2 separate regions of the Pan troglodytes genome follow, and region 2 is linked to region 1. Evidence: chromatin contacts called from public HiChIP or PLAC-seq data. All regions are on one chromosome and are shown on one strand. The core of a region is the stretch at or near the end of the contact, and the rest is flanking DNA. Distances in the headings are between cores, read along the strand shown.

What was found. HiChIP or PLAC-seq counts read pairs in DNA pulled down with a chosen protein or histone mark.
Region 2: an H3K4me3 HiChIP or PLAC-seq map of stem cell-derived excitatory neurons shows a contact between it and region 1, with 4 times the contacts expected there. The contact joins the promoter of PITPNM1 here to the promoter of POLD4 in region 1. A contact is called at or near these places in 1 of 7 Hi-C or Micro-C datasets (stem cell-derived neural progenitor cells) and 1 of 1 datasets of contacts at active chromatin or transcription factors (stem cell-derived excitatory neurons).

What each region holds. Positions count from the first base shown.
Region 1 is chr9:69,672,813-69,675,580 of NHGRI_mPanTro3-v2.0_pri, reverse strand. POLD4 (DNA polymerase delta 4, accessory subunit) reads left to right here and starts at 1,396. Exons shown (of 4, transcript XM_001173013.7): 1 at 1,396-1,680; 2 at 1,906-1,995; 3 at 2,181-2,292. The coding sequence starts at 1,584. The region is part of intron 2 of LOC134807355 (a long non-coding RNA gene); the gene reads right to left.
Region 2 is chr9:69,825,151-69,827,918 of NHGRI_mPanTro3-v2.0_pri, reverse strand. PITPNM1 (phosphatidylinositol transfer protein membrane associated 1) reads left to right here and starts at 1,345. Exons shown (of 24, transcript XM_009423566.4): 1 at 1,345-1,521; 2 at 2,487-2,605. The coding sequence starts at 2,528. It overlaps CDK2AP2 (cyclin dependent kinase 2 associated protein 2), which reads left to right. Exons shown (of 4, transcript XM_009423569.3): 4 at 1-231.

The DNA of each region.
Region 1 (2,768 bases), core at 147-2,646:
GTGTACCAGTGGCTTAGCCCTCTTCCAGTGCAGAACACCCAGACCCCAGAGCAGGGAAAGGAGGAGGCAGAGGCCTCTGAGCAGGCAGCAGCCCAGGAGTCTGTGCCCCACCCTCCCAGTATCCCTGGAAGGAAGAACCGGATGGGATCTTTGGAGGGTGATTAGAGCTGGGCTGGTCCCTGTGCTGGTTCCCAGACTCCCACTGGCCAGTACTTTTGCCTCCTGCCAGGAAGTTGGTGAGGGGGAGGCAGCAGTATGGGTGAGTCAGTGATGACAGGAGCCCAAGGGACAAAGGTCATGGGTGGAGAATTGAGAGACATTGTTTACAGCAGTCCACCTCCTCCAGGAGGCCTTCCAATGGTAATCATCCCTGTGGTCCTAACCAATCTCTGACCCACCCTTTCCCTCTTCTGGTAGGAATTATAGCCTCTCATTGACAACTGTGCATCTGTCTGCCTTGTGACAGTGAGCTCCTGGGGTGCAAGAGAGACTGTGGTTTGATTGGGGCCCTACAATGCCTGTGACTATCAGCAGTGATAATCATTTAGCTATGCTTCCTACTTTCAAAAACTTTTTGACATCTATTTTAATGAACATGTGGGAAAGTGCTTAGAACAGTACTTGGCACATGGCACGTGCAATGAGTGCTAGGTTTATTATTAATATTTTCTGCTCAGACTCACATTATTGTGAGAGACAGGGCAGATTTTGCCAATGAAGAACTAGGGATCCAAACACATTGTGGTGGGGGGACCAGACCCTTGCTCTGCCTTCCTACTCAGTATGGAATCTTCCTGACTGGTGGGGCGGGCCGGACACGACTTGGGACCCCAGGAGAGTCAAAACGGCAAACACTTACTCGGACTAAGAGTGGGCAGCATCTTTGGGCACAGACTGTGAGAAAGGAGGTTTCAGAACCCATGGGCTTCTCCAGCCAGGTCTCCTGGGGCCAGTGGGGGTTGGGTGGGAGCCGGGAAGGGGCCTGGATTAGCCCAAACTCTCTTCAGACCTCCAGACCTGCCCCCACAAGGCGGGGCGGGCCAAAGGACCGAGTGAAGGCTCCAGCTGGACTCTAGGGAGTTACAAACTGGCCACGGGGATTAGCGAAGCTGAAAAGAACATTTGCCTAGGAAGGGAAAACGGGAAGTGAGAGGCTGAAGATAACTCTCCTGAAGTCTCTCGGGACCCACAGCAGACCAATGGGGGCCGGGGGAGGTGGTGAAGTCGGGGCATCCCGACTGGTCCCCCGCCCCAGCCTGCCCCTCCTCCCGCGGCCCACAGCTGAGGCACCGCCCCGCCCCTCACCCTACACTGCCTACCATTGGCTAGCGCCAGGGCCCCGCCCCGCATAGGCGGCCTGCCATTGGCTGAGGTCTTTCCTGTTTGCGTGCTTTTGGGGGTGGGGGAGGCGTCCCTCCCTGGACCCCGGCGACTTCCTCTCTCGGTTTGTCTGGGTCATCTTGTCTGCCCGCCACTGGCCTGGCCCCGTCAGTCTCTCTCAGCAGCTGTCTTTCTCGCGCCCACTGGCCGGTCTCTCCTCTTCCCCGCAGTTGCCTCCTTCTCTGCCTGCCTGGGTGGCCGCCATGGGCCGGAAGCGGCTCATCACTGATTCCTACCCGGTTGTGAAGAGGAGGGAGGGGCCCGCTGGGCACAGCAAGGGGGAGCTGGCACCCGAGCTAGGTCTCTGAGGTGTGAGGGAGGCAGGAGGAGTGGACACGGAGGGGCCTAGAGGAGGCCCCTAGAGGGGCGGAGGGGCCGATGGAAAGGGAAAGGTGGCCTGTCCTCCCCTCCCGACACCAGGTCTAGCTGCGGGGTGGCAGAGGCAAAGGGGTGGTGAGGAAGGCTGGGAGGTGAGGGGCAGGAGACTGAAGCCAGCCTCGTACTGAAGAGCAGCTGTCATTGCAGGGGAGGAGCCCCAGCCCCGCGACGAGGAGGAAGCGGAGCTGGAACTGCTGAGGCAGTTTGACCTGGCCTGGCAGTACGGGCCCTGCACCGGTGAGAACCCACCCAGCCCCACGGAGGCGCCTCTCCCAGCCAGTCACCCACACGTCTCTGAAGTCACCCAAGCGCTTGCGTGACTCTGACCCTCAGGAACTGTCTCCCCCCAACACACACATTCTCCAGCTCAGACTCTACCCCACCCCCCACAAGTCTCCAGAGTCTTCTTCCCACCCTGGCAGGGATCACACGGCTGCAGCGCTGGTGTCGGGCCAAGCAGATGGGCTTGGAGCCTCCCCCAGAGGTGTGGCAGGTGCTGAAGACCCACCCCGGAGACCCCCGCTTCCAGTGCAGGTCAGAGACAGGCCGGGAGGGCTTTCAGGGGAGCCAGGGCCTTCTCCAGGCACCGTCACCCTGCTGTCCTGACCTGAGGGAGAAATGGATGGAGGGTTGGAAGGCCTTGCTGAACAGGCAAGAAGATTCTATGAGGTGCCTGGCTCAGGAGGACACGCCACTATAATAATTCTTTTTTTTTTTTTTTTTTTTTTTTTGAGACAGAGTCTTGCTCTGTTGCCCAGGCTGGAGTGCAGTGGTGCGATCTCGGCTCACTGCAAACTCCGCCTCCCGGGTTCACGCCATTCTCCTGTCTCAGCCTCCCAAGTAGCTGGGACTACAGGCGCCCGCCAACACGCCCGGCTAATTTTTTCTATTTTTAGTAGAGACGGGGTTTCACCGTGTTAGCCAGGATGGTCTTGATCTCCTGACCTCGTGATCCCACCCGCCTCAGCCTCCCAAAGTGCTGGGATTACAGGCGTGAGCCACCACACCCG
Region 2 (2,768 bases), core at 96-2,595, 150 kb before region 1:
CCCATGACCTGCCGACAGTGTTACCCACCGGAACTTTCTGTGGCCCCTACCGCTCAGCCCTTCCCAGCACTTCTCCCACTTTGTCCCGAGCCTCCTTCTACCCCAGCAGGGGCTCAGGCCTGGCACCTCCCTGCCTTGTGTCCTGAGCCATAGTGACTCTTTTATCTGTGTGTCTTTTGCTAAATATGCCCTTTTTATATTAATAAAAGATGATTTGGAGTTGTGCTCTCATCTCTGAGCCTTACTGGGTCTGGTTCTTCAGCTAAGCCTGGGTGGGCCAGGCAGAGACAGGGGAAGAGGAGACTATGGATGGGGAGGGTGTGACTAAATGAGGTTTGACTTGCCTCTGTGGGCCATCAGCTTCTGGTGGGACCTGGGCCCTCTCCGCCCCAGCCGTGGCGCTGAGAGCCCTGGGCCTTCCTGTGGTGCCACCAGGGGGCAGCACAGGGCCTGGCTGCTTCCACAGCCCTTGGCGCTGTGGGCAGCCTGGGCCTGGAGGGCGCTTCCTCTGGATTGGCGGTGATGCCTGGCAGCATGGAAATGCCAGTTCACGCCCTAATGCCCTGACAACACCCCAGCCTCTGAATCAGCCCTGAAGGTCTCTGACTTCTCAGAGAGAAAGGGCACTGCTGCTTCCAGCACTTGGCCTCAGTGTCAAGGGGAGGAGCTGGCGGGGTGCTGCCGTCACTGCCCCAGCACCTTGTAGCAGGCTGGGTGGGATCCCATGAACCCAGCCTTGGGGTGCCTCGTGAGGCCTCTGCCCAGACTCCGGGTGGCTGGGTGACCGGACTTGTGGACCCGGAAGGCAGAGGTCGGGGAGGCTTTGTGGCACCATGCAGGGGCTAGCCCAGCCACTCACAGTGACAGCCCGTTTCTGCCTGGGCGTGTAGCTGGGTGACCATAGAGGCCTGGGGCCCTGGAGCCGAGCCCAGCCCTAGGTGGAGGCACGTCAGAGCCACCAGCTTCTGGCTAGACTGGTGGGGAGGCATTTCCTCTACCCTGGGTCCCAAATCTAAGGACTGCAGAGAGTGAGAAGAGGAGAGTGGGCCTGGGACCCCCCATATCAAACCACCCTGTGACTGCACACAGGAGGGCGGGGCTAGGGTGGAGATAGGAACTAAGAGTCTTTGGGGACCCCAATCAGCACAGAGGGACTAGGAAGAGCCAGAATTTAGGCAATGGCCTTTTTCCCACTGCCCGGGGGAAGGAAGGCAGGGGCCTCCCTCCCTGCCTCCTCCGCTGCAGGCGGGGCTGCCCGGACCCCGCCAGGGTGGGGAGGGCCAGCTGGGCCCAGGAAGGGGGCGGGGCGGCCGCAGTGACGCGGCGGGCGGCGGGGAGGGACTGCAGGGGCGCCGGCGGGCGGATCGAGAGGAAGGTCGGGGCCATGGGCCGGCACTGCGCCTCGGGAGGGTCCGGCCACCGCTGGAACCCGAGGCCGGGGCTGGGGGCGCTCCGGGCTCCGACCCACGGGCCGGCCGGCCCTGCCCGGGCTGGGTGAGGGGCGCCCGCCTCAAGCTAGAGGTGAGCCGGGGCGTCGGCAGGCGGGCCAAGAGCGCGGCAGGGGACCGGGACGCCGGCGAGCAGAGGGAAGTGGGGACAACGGGGCCTCTCGCTTGCTCGCGGGGTGCGAGTGGGGGATGGAGGGGTGCCTGCAGCGGAACCTCGGTGCCAGTCTGGGGCGCAGGTGGACGGAGCGGGTCTCCAGGGCCAGGGCCCGTGGGATACCAAGTGGAGCCACTCTGGCCTCAGTCTGAGGAGGGCTCACCCCCTGGGAAGAGGACGGAGTGGCTGCCTAGGCGCGTGGAGAGCCGGCGAGGGCCAGGGGTCCAGGAAGGATGCTGGGAGGGGGAGGTCGAGGACCCGGCTGCCCAAGAAGGCAGATCTGGAGGGCGGAGGAGATTACCGGTCCCGGAAGGTAGGTTCGGGTGCAGGGCGTGGGGAACCCTGGCAGAGATGCTGGGCGCACTGGGCCACTCCGCGCAGAGACACTTGGGGAACAAAGCTCTAGGTGGACGTCCGACAGTGGGGGACTTGGGACCCCGCCGACTCCGGGAAGGGGATGCAGGGGGCGGGTCCCCGAGGGGCCGGTCGCGGAAGGCGGGCCCGGAAGGAGGGGCCCCGGGGCTTCGGGGGCGCGCCCCAGAGGGATGCCGTTTCCCGGGGTTAGGACGCGGTCGCAGCGGGAGAGGTGAGGTGGCCCTCCCGCCCGCCGGCCGGAGCCTGGCGCTCGGGGGGGCCCGCGTCAGCGCGCGGTTGCCATGGCGACGGGCGGGCGCGGGGCGGGGGCTGCGCGGAAGAGGTCAGCGCTCAGCCTCGCTGCGGCTCCCGGCCCCGGCGGCGCGGGCGGCGGCGCTAGGCTCGCCTCTGCCTCCCTCGCGGCGGGCCCGGACATGGGGTCCCGTGGCCTGAGTCCCTCGGCCGGCGCGCAGGGCTCGGGGCCGCGCGCAGCCTCCCCGCACTGACTGTCGCGCCGTGCCCTGCGCCAGGAGGAGCGGAGGCCGCGCGCGGCCCGCCGAGCGCCTTCAGGATGCTCATCAAGGAATACCACATTCTGCTGCCCATGAGCCTGGACGAGTACCAGGTGGCCCAGCTCTACATGATCCAGGTGAGGGCGGCGGGGAGAGGGCACCTGGGCAAGGGGTGGAGCCCTGCCGACCCCGCCAGCCCTGCCCCGGGGCTGGGACCGGCTGGGAGCCCGGAGGAGGCAAGAGAGGCCCCCCTTCAGATGTGGGAATGGGGAAGGACTGTGGGAAGAGGGGCAGGAGGGC